Linked DNA regions of Mus musculus: region 1 is linked to region 2. A link is a contact called in public HiChIP or PLAC-seq data. All regions are on one chromosome and are shown on one strand. Each heading gives the region's core, a stretch centred on a gene start, on an enhancer-like site or on the middle of the called end of the contact. The rest is flanking DNA. Distances are from core to core; before and after follow the strand shown.

Region 1 (5,422 bases), core at 2,424-4,923, 600 kb before region 2:
ACCTCTTGAGTATTAAGTCTCTAGTCATGGTTACTAGATTGTCAGAGTTTTGAACTATACCCTGGAAACAAAAATGAAAATATGACAAATTATGATTCTTTCTTTCCTAAGATAGGGTCTCACTATGTAGTTCTGGCTGGCCTTAAACCCCTGAGTCCTGAAATTAAAGGTGTAAACTACTACACCCTGCAGTGAGTCATTTCCCATGATGCAAAGTCAGATCCCTCTCTCCTTCCTTTTAGCTGATGTGCAACAGTTTACAATACAGATGTAACAGCACGGGGGCCATCCAGTGGTCCTCTACAGGAGCAGCCAGCACTACACTGCTCCCTCAGGCTGTCAGCAACTGTTAAGAGCTTGGCTGCCAAGAAAATTCTGTAGGTGAACAGCCTGCTCCAGTCAGGTGTGGGTTTTTATGCACCTCCTGGTCCATCAAACTCATCAGAGGAACCTGCCATTAACCCTGTAAGCCGTGTTTAAGGGATTCTATTCGGTGTAGAACACTACACTTCTATAGTGGTTTCAGTGTCTTTGTTGGCTGTTTTTCCTACTTCATGAGTGGAGTGAAGGTGTACTCTCTCTGAATACAAACACTTGCCACAAAAGCCACTCTCTGGTATCCTGCTGTCTAAATGCGTAAGCATCAATAAGTGTCAAGGAAACACCTGGGTGAGGGGAGAACTTGTTTACAGTTGATACAGACTAGACCCTACTATAAACCTTCAATTAACATGGATTCTGTCCCGTCTGGAGTCAGGAGAAGACATCACAGTCACCAGGATCACAGCACTTGCTTCTCTTCGTATTCCTCGGCACAGAGTGGCACACAGCACAGGGTGGCACACTGAGGGTGACAGCCTGGTTCTGCTCCGTTTGCTGATGCAGCACATACTCACAGGCCAACTGCAAATGGCCCTAAGTCTTTATCACAGACAAATCCCTCTGTGCAATTTAAACACCACCACCTCTTTAAGACCTGTAACCTAGCAATTGTTATGTTTGCAAGACTCTGCTTGTCAGCACGGTCAGCAGCCAGTACCTTCCAGTTAGGTCCCAGGGGTCCTCTCTTGGTCTTGACTGAATGGAATAATGCAGGGTCTTCATCAGCTTTGTAGTCCTGTAATGCAAAACAGTCAGAGATGAAGAAGAAAACCAGAGACCAGTCTTTCTGAAGCTAGAGCTGTATGTGTGTGTTTTGTGTGTGTGTATGTGTGTGTTTTACACACAGGGGAAGGTGTGTCCACATATAGTATTTGCAGTTTGCATCCCGTTACTTTTTAAACCTTTATCTCAACTATGCAATTACAAGTGTTGAACTCTGATAGAAGGCCACCAAGACAAGCTGTCCCCAGAAAGGACACATAGAGAGGAGCTGCCCTCAAGGGTCAGGGCAACCGGAGTCATTTCACTTGTCTGGGCACAACAGCACTGACTTCCATCGCTACCAGTTAGGTGAGTTCAAACCCCAACTTAGACCCGCATCATAAAATGCCAGTGTGCTTCCTCAAACTCAGGAAAGAAGTAAACTGATCAGGCCATCCCAAGACTTACACTCACAAGCACAAGTAAGCCATGCTAGCAAAAACAAGCCTATAAGCCTCTGAACCATTCTCTTCCAGGCAGAGGTTCAACATTAAAGCCAGAGAAGGGTCTATGTTCCCCCACATTGAAAAAGTGTCGTTATATTAAACAATCATCTCTTCCAGTACCATCTCACTCCATCAGAGTTCCCGTGGAACAGCTACCACACGATGATGAGGGCTAGAGCACAGGGCTGGTCCCTAAGGTCAGTCAAGCTGAAAGAGGCAGACAAGACAAGACAAAACAAAACAAAATCCCCAAGAATGTATCAACTACCAAAAGAGAAGAAAGAAAGTTCAGTCAGAATCAAAACCAAGCAGTGTCAGCCCAGAACTGATCCCTTACAAGAGACAAGTGCATCAGTCTTCATATTTAAAAGTAGAGAGAAAGGCATACCATGTTTAGGATATTTTAACAGTTAACTTCTAATCATCCATCTACTACCTAGAAGGCTGGCCATGATCTGCCCTCTTATTCTCTGAGTGAGAAGCCACACCCCTTTTCTCTTATGGACTGGGTACAACGTGGCTGTGGTCATAGCAGCCATGTTTTTCCTCAGCTGTAGGGACTGCATAGTAAATACCACACATTCTGACCATGAGCAGCCGACAAGTAAAGGCTAGACTACTATTCTATGTGTCACTAAGAAGACACAGAAGGCTAATGCATGTCACATCTGGGAGACAAACCTTGATTTTGGACGCATTAAAATGTGAAAGGAAAGAGGGAAACCGGACTTTAGAACTGAGGATGAAAAACTGGGGGGTGAGGGTAGGGACTGTGCAAACCTACTCACCTCCATAGAAAAACTCTATGTGAATCCACAATAAAGTGTACATGATTACCTCTAGCGTTGAATAAATAAAACCAATGGCACTAAATAAAGACAGTTCAGACACTAGGACAAGTCAACTTGTAAGAAGGGAGGACTCAGCTTAAATTCTGGTCAGGTTGGCCCCAGGAGACCAGTGAAGGTGAAGCTAAAGGAGGTCAGAAGGGCCAGGCCGCCACACCACACACCTACAGAACCCATCTGCAGTAGATTCAGAAACCAAAGGAACTGAAAACCTTGTGAAAATATCACTATAGATCCGACACACTATTCCATAAAGCACACCTGTGAACCTTTGCCATCAATTCCAGCCACAGGCTGCTTTTCTAAAACATACCATGAAGAGTACCACCCCGTGAGGAACAGACATGGCTTCCTACACCTGGACTTCAACCAGACTCTAAAAATACTTGTTCATTTTATGTGTGTGGGTGTTTTGCCTGTATGTGTATCTGTGCACTCCACGTATGTGCAATGCCCTTGGAGGCTTTAGGTCCCCGAAACTGGAGTTACAGAAGGTTGCAAGTCACTGCATGGTGGATGGGAATTGAACCCCGGTCCTCTGGAAGAGCTCTTAATGAACTCTTTGATCTTTGCCTTGGCTCACATGGCTATACCATACAGGGCAACCAAAGGTGTCCGCAATCTGGGGGGTGAACATTTGAAAAACCAAGATGTCAGTCTCAGCACCAGGGGTGTCCAAGTGGGTCTTTCTGAGACAGATACGTAGAATGAAACCTTCCCCTCTTTGCAGCCAACATTAAAGGCATTATACTGAGAGTGTAACATGACCCAATTATTGACAACAGCACTGTAGCCTGACAGGTGAGAATAATGCACCTTGTCAAAACCAAGACACTTTGCGTTTGCTAGTTTGAATCTGTAAATGTTTAATCAGTTGAATTAAGTAGCATAATATGAAAAGGTAGGAAGTGGATGTAGTTTTCACATCCTCAAGTTTTGTATTTCTATGATTAATTTTTTAAACAGTATCTTCTTGCTGCAGTTTTATTGTTGGGTGCCTGATTTGGTCTCTGGATTTGAAAACTGGTCGATTTATATCCGTATCACAACGGACAAATCTATTCCTTCATGTATGACAGTTTCAGCATACAGAATGCGACCTCAGCTACCAATTACAGCTGCAAATGAGCAATAGTGTGGAATGAGACAGCCTGCTGGCTTTGTTAGTACTCTGTCTCCTGTGGGATCCCAGGGGGAAGGGAGGCTCTGACGGAGAGAAGCCCCTGGCTCATGGTTTATTGTGCTTGCCACCAGCTGCAGACTTCTCATCTCATTAGTTCTTTTAGAATACTGTGGGTGAAGACAGCTGCAGTCTACTTCAGTCTCCAGCTCCTGGGTATTCTGAAGGCTGAATCTGCTATGCACTTTCTGTATAATCCTTGGGAAGAAAGAAAGCAAATTCACTAGGCCAAGGAAACGCACTTTAATAAAAAAAAGGGGGGGGGTTTAAAATCATGTTTAAATGGAGAAAAATCTTATTACTGAGGTGCATTGTGCTTAACATATTTTTGTGATCTAATTTTCATTACCTATACAATGCCCAGAGCCTGGTCAGGATAAGGGCCCGGTAAAAAGCATCATTATCTAGCTAGGCGCACCTTCCGAGACACTACTTGTTCCTCCAACAATAGTCCCAACGACACAAAAGCACAGCAGAATCAGCATAAGACTCGTCTGGATTAGTGCTAACCAACGCTGTGTCACTGACACTCTCATTTAAGTAAAAACGAAGGCGAATGGAAGCCAAGACCCCTCAGAGAACAAACTAAAGTATGATACGGTAAATCAGTGGATTAGTGCCTCCATGCCTCCGGAGTCCCAGAATGCAGTCATTAAATCCATATAAGGAACTGTTCAGCCCTGGTTCAGGAAAGCTGCGCTACCTCATGGGTACACATCTGTTACTTACTGCCACCCTCAACAGAGACCCTCAACAGAAACCAGATTAATTTTGAAGACAAAGAATATTATTTTTATGAATCTTTTAGCATAGTGGCTGTTCCCCAAAATGCAAGCATAAAACCTGTGCTGAGCCAACCTAAATATGTTCTTGAGCGCAGACTGAACTCCTGATTCTGAATGGGGAAGGGAGTGGGTGGTGAGCTTGACAGCTGGTGAAAAGTCAAGGTGAGCCTCAGACACCAGAGACGGCTCAGAGTGAGCCTGGGTCAGCTAGCACAGGTGAGGGTAAGCAGCAAGGAACAGCGACGCAAACACCAGCCTTAGCAACTCTTAGGACACCTGCTCAGGCAGACCAGGGCCCAGCCAGTGTAACAGGATGCCCAGGGGAATTTTACAAAGTGAATGCTAGGGTCCTGCAGCCTGCTACAAATGTTCTACTTTAGCATATAACGATTAATTAGGTGTCTATTCAAAGAGCTCAGAGATAATCACAAAGTTTGAAATGCATGGGCACTACTGTTCAGCTTAGCAAAGCTTGGGGAAAGGCTAAATAAAAACTGAAGGCAAATCGAGCACCCAACCTCTCAGCACTCCTTGACCCCTTTAAATACTCCAGTCCTTAGAAAACAGAAAATGAAAAGTCTCTGACCCCAGTGCTAACTGCCTGCCTGGAGCTGACAAAGCAGGCCAGCTGGCTGAAAAGTGTCTGCATTGAATGTTACTGTAGCAGGGAAGTAGCTCTGCTATATGGTATAATAGCAGAAAAGTAACATTTACTAACTTGTTTAAGAAACTGATTTCAACAGTTATTTTCCAATCAGCAGCTTTCTTTTCTGTTTTTAATTACATATCCCCAGTGACTCCTCACCCTTGCAGGTTCCCACAGAGTACCATTAATACAGTATAAGTAAATCTCATTAATTCAGGTCCTACCACCTTGGAATTTATAATCACTGGCATAGGGGCCTGGCTGAAGTTTATCTTTGCATGATCTATGAAAAAAAGATTTGCTACACAAATTAATAGAGTAACAAGATCTCAGGAGGGTTGTTTAAACAGTTCAGAAGTGTTTTAGAGCAATTC
Region 2 (5,032 bases), core at 45-2,544:
CCATTTCACCAACCCCTATCTTGAGCTTTTAAAAAGATCCTTTATTTTAGAGTTTCATGCATGTATGTTTTGGTCATATCCACCTTCTCTTCATTTCCCCTTATTCCCTACAACTTCCACTGGCTCCTTCCTAACACATTTCCCTCCTGTTTTTTATTTTGAGATGGGGTCTCATGTATTCCAGGACAGCCTCAAACATGATGAATGGATGAAGCCAGCATGAACCCCAGATCTTGCTGCTTCAGCCTCAAGTTCTGGGATTATAGCAGTGGTTCTCAAACATTCTGATGCTGTGACTCTTTAATACAGCTCCTTATGTTGTGGTGACCCCCAACCATATTTCATTGGTACTTCATAACTGTAATTTTGCTACTGCTATAAGTTGTAATGGAAATAAATATCTGACATGCCGGATATCTTATATGTGACCCATAGGCTGAGATCCACTGAATTACAAGCTTGTGCCACGAAGCTCAGTTAATTTCTTCCTTTTTTTTATAGTGTTTTTAAAATTATAATCTTTTGTTGGGCAGTGGTGGTGCATGCCTTTATTTAATCCCAGCATTTGGGAGGCAGAGGCAGGTGGATTTCTGAGTTTGAGGCCAGCCTGGTCTGCAGAGTGAGTTCCAGGACAGCTAGGGCTGCACCGAGAAACCCTGTCTCAAAACAAAACAAAACAACAAAACAAAACAACAACAACAAAAAATATATATATAAAATCTTTTTCAAACTCGTACTACAATCTTACCTCCTCTTGGGTCGTGGTTTCTTTTGCATTTCTGTGATGTCTAATGATGCTGGATGTATTTTCAGACTTCTGCTCACTGCGCCTCAGGCGCCTTTTTGTTCATAGGGCTAGTCCCCTATTTCCCACGGAGGCGGAGCACACCCAGAGGATGCGATCAGGTCCGCTCGAGCTTTCCTAAACAGCCTCCCCCGCTGGAGCGAGTCGCCAGGTGGCGTAACTGAGTGAAACTCGGGGTCCGCCCCCAACTGACGAGGCCACGCCCCTTCCCGAGTCTACCGGAACTTCCCCGAGGCCTGAGGCTCCGCCTTGTACCCATGAGGCCACGCCCCAGCCCGCGTGCACCGCCTCAGCCCCCCCAGCCCTTCCCTGCGCGTGCGCCGACTCCCCTCGTCCTGTCCGAAGCGGTCCCGCCTCGTACGGATGAGGCCTTTCGGAGGCGGCCCTGAGGTGGCTCTCCGCTCTCCAAACTCCGCCCAACGCACCTCCTGCATACAGCTCCGCCCCTAACCGCCTGCTTAAGAAGCCGCTTCGGTCCTGCCTCCGCCGTCAGCAGCGCCTCAGCTTCAGGCGACCCCGCGCGGCTGCGAGCGGCCCTACAGGATAGGTACCGTTAGTCCCTCGCCGCGCGCCGTAGCACCGGCGCTGCTACTTCCTGTGCCCGTGGACCCGGATGTGCCGAGCGGCTGCGGCGCGCTCGAGCCTCCCGGCTGTCCTGACGCGGCGGAGCGCGGCTTTTGCTCGCGGTGCAAGCGAACGGGATAGCGTCAGCGGGTGAGAGGCGGGACGGTGGGTGGTAGGCGGCAACGGCGGCGTGCCGAGCGGTTGTGTTTAGCGGTGCTGCTGCTGCTGGCGTCGCGGCGGGCCCAGGCCGCGGCGGCGCTTTGTCGTGGGCGGGCGGGGCCGAGGGGCCGGGCGGCGCTGAGAGGGGACCGGTCGGTGGCTCGGCGCGTGGTCCGGCCTCAGCAAGGCCCTTCTCTGGTCAGCGCTCTCGAGTGCGCCGTTCTTTCTGGGCAGGCGCGCGGCCGTTTCCGAGCGCTCGGGAAGGCGGGGCTCTTAACGCCCGCGGCACCGTTGGTCCGCGGCGCGCGGGGCTTCCTTTCGCGACGTAGAGCCTTGAGCGGAGACAGAGCGGGAAGGACGCCGGGGATCTGGCAGAGCTCCCCGGGCCGGGGCTCGGAGGTGTACCATCAGCCGCCGAGCCGCTGTCTCCGCAGGTCTGTCCCTAGGTCCAGTATCCTGGAGCACCGCGACTTGGAATTGGGGGTTGCGCTCATCCCTGGCACTTGTCACTTGTGCTCTCGATTATACGTGTGGCAAAAACGGTCCTTGTTTTGTTTCGGTTTTGGTTTTGTTTCGCTTTTCCATTTTAAGTCAGGGTCTTACCCTGGAGCCTTGGCTGGCCTTTTAACTCGCCATTTAGACCAGGCTGGCCTTGAGCTCACGAAGATCCGCGATTCTTGTACCTGGGTGTGTGTGTGTGTGTGTGTGTGTGTGTGTGTGTGTGAGAGAGAGAGAGAGAGAAAATGAATGAATGAATATGAATTATACAATTTGGATGGCCACAAGGCAAACCACATGTTAACTTTAAATCTTCTTTTTACGTATTTAGGTTTTCTGAGACAAAAAGTCTCATGGAAGTCCGAATCAGCCTGGACTAGACTCATTAAGTAGTCCAAGCTGGTCTGTAATTCTTAGCAATCCAGATGCCTCCACCTTGATACTGGGTTTGCAGGTGTGAGACATCATGCCTGGCTGTTTTTATTTACTTGCCATTGAGAGGAATCTTTGTGTCCCAGGCTGGCCTCAGATCCTGGCCTCAGGTTATCTTCCTACCTCAGTCTCTTGCGTATCTGGGAGTGCTGGTTCCTGCTGCAGTGCCCAGCCCCCTCTAACCCCCTTAATTTATTTATATATTTTAAAAAACCCAAAAAAACAAAAAACACATGGTCTCACTGAGTAGTTCTGGCTGTCCTGAAACAGGCTGACCTCGAACTCAAAAGAGATCTACCTGCCTCTGCCACCTGAGTACTAAAGGATTGAAGGTCTACTCCACATCTTCCTCCCCACCAAATGTTTAAAATCTCAAGATAGCCTAATATCGAAAGTGTCATTATTTCCTTTTATTGTATTCTTCTAACTTTAAAAAAACGTTTGGCATTATCTAATGAAACTGTTTTAAGTTGTGTAGGTACCATGATCATCCAACAGTACAATAACTGCCTCATAATGTTGTTGATACTGTTGTCCCTGTGAGGCATTTACTGGTGTTTTGGCTTCTGTGTTGGGTTGCTCTTTGTGGCCCACTCAAGGTCATAACATAGCATTCCTCAGAATGGCTGTCTGTTGTTTTCTGGCCACCTTATTTACAACTACATAGTAACCTTTCCTTGGGTTAATCTTCCCCTCCAGTTAACTCTTTCAGCTCTCAGCTGCCTTGTATTCCTGGGTGGGAGGGAATTTTTTGTGTGCTCTCAGTCACCATTTCCTCCATTTTCTGTAGCATCTTTACTTAGCCTTTTGGTCATCGCCTCTCCAGTGATTAGGCGCCCCTGTTTCTGAAGGCTTTGTTCTGGCTGTCCATAAAATTAAAAAAAAAAATGTGTGTGTGTGTGTGTGTGTATGTGTATGTGTGTGTGTGATGTGTTTGTATATGTTTATATTCTGTGTGTGTATGTCTCTGTCTGCCTTGTGTGCCTGACGAGACAGGAGGGTGTCTGATCTTCTGGTGGTTATGAGCTACCCAGCATGGGTGTTGGGATTCAAACTCAGATCCTCTTGAAGAGCACATATGCTCTTGACTCCTGGGCTGTTTCTTCAACCCTGTTTTTTTTTTTTATTTTGTGTGTATAGGTGTTTTGCCTACATGTATATCTCTGTGCCACTTGGGTGCCTGATGCCCACAGAGGCCAGAAGAGGGAATCAGATACCCTGGAACTGGAGTTACAGAGGATTGTAAGTCACCATGTTGGTGGTGGGAATTAAACCCATGCCTTCTAGACGAGCAGGCAGTGCTCTTAACTGCTGAGCCATCTTTTTATTAGCCCCTGTCCATGAGTTTCTTGAGGCTGTTAGCAAACAAGTAGAAGCATTATCTTTTTTATTTGTATTTATTTATTTTTTTGGTTGGTGAGCCATAGGTGGCCTTGAACTATGTAGACCTATCCTCAACTTGAACCTGTGATCCTCTTGCCTCTGCCTTCTGAGTACTTCCATTATAGACAGGTATGTGCTGCCCTACTTGGCTGAACGCTTCATTTTTGATATGTTTAATTTTTGTTAATGTGTGTGGAACTGGGGATCAAATTCAAGTTCCTCCACATGCAAAGCAAGCACTTAACCACTGAGTTATCCATACCCCTTATTCTTAAACATTTGATGTTTTAACACCCTTAGTAAAGGGTGTTAGTTTTTGGTGTCTTTCAAATGAATTATTTGGGTATGGAAAGTGTTCTTGAACGTGGGTCTCAGGTTGAAGGAAGAATTTTGAAATGTGAGGGTTCTTTGTCGGGGAGGAGGAGAGAAGCTAGACCTCAGTGATTGGGTGATAGAAGACCTTTTAGTGTAGCTGCCACTGTTCTGCTTTGGAGGTTGAGCCCCAGTTGGGTTCTGGCTCTCATTGAGTTGTCTTTTATATAAGATGGAGACCAGTTAAGCAATACTGGCCATAGCAAGTGCTAACCCCAAAACCTGCTCTGTGTGGTGGGCCAGTGGGAGTTGTGATAAAACAGTTCACTGGTCAGGTAAGCCTTTCCCTTCATGATTTTCTGTGGCCATTTCTCTAAGTACCAATTCCACATGTTCTGGCTTTCAGGGAGTGTGTGTGTGTGTGTGTCTTGTAGAGGTTGAACTAAAATTAGAATTTATCAGGACACTGTGGTCCATGCTTGGGAAGCAGAAACAGGTTCATCTCTATGAGTTTGAGGCTAGCCAGGTGCTACATAGTGAAGTCATGTCTTGAAGGAAATATATAAAAATAAAGTTAGAATTTAAACTGAGTTAAATGGATTACTGGGGCATGTAAATTAAAATCATAGTTAGATGTTATCTCATCCCAGTTAAACTGACAGTTAACAAAAGACAGTAACATGTTGGCGAGCCTGTGATATATAGTTGGAATGTAAATTAATAGTGCTAAAGTGGATCCAGAATGGGAGAAACCAAAAATACTAAAAAGTGAAGCTACTTTTTTGACTGAGCAATCCCATTCTTAGGTATATATCCAAGGGAAATGTAGTCAGTATACAGAAGAGACACATGCACAACCTTGTTTCTTTCAGCACTGAT

What was found. HiChIP or PLAC-seq counts read pairs in DNA pulled down with a chosen protein or histone mark.
Region 1: a contact with region 2 is called in an H3K4me3 HiChIP or PLAC-seq map of embryonic basal ganglia, with 3 times the contacts expected there. The contact joins the enhancer-like site here to the promoter of Ep400 in region 2. A contact is called at or near these places in 9 of 39 promoter capture datasets (the 3T3-L1 cell line, the C10 cell line, cranial neural crest and 5 more), 4 of 115 datasets of contacts at active chromatin or transcription factors (the NIH/3T3 cell line, bone marrow-derived macrophages, cardiomyocytes and 1 more) and 3 of 9 other capture datasets (adipose tissue, embryonic stem cells and liver).

What each region holds. Positions count from the first base shown.
Region 1 is chr5:111,367,007-111,372,428 of GRCm38.p6, reverse strand. It overlaps Pitpnb (phosphatidylinositol transfer protein, beta), which reads right to left. Exons shown (of 12, transcript NM_019640.5): 8 at 1,040-1,117. Among named protein-coding and RNA genes, the nearest start is that of Gm36027, 14 kb to the right of the region's middle. Within about 2 kb of position 3,673, at least 33 of the 459 cell types and tissues checked have an H3K27ac peak or open chromatin away from gene starts, as enhancers often do. A contact at or near this core is called in embryonic basal ganglia, where this site is marked.
Region 2 is chr5:110,766,979-110,772,010 of GRCm38.p6, reverse strand. Ep400 (E1A binding protein p400) reads left to right here and starts at 1,294. Exons shown (of 52, transcript NM_029337.2): 1 at 1,294-1,519. It overlaps Gm15559 (predicted gene 15559), which reads right to left and starts at 1,062. Exons shown (of 2, transcript NR_152254.1): 1 at 749-1,062.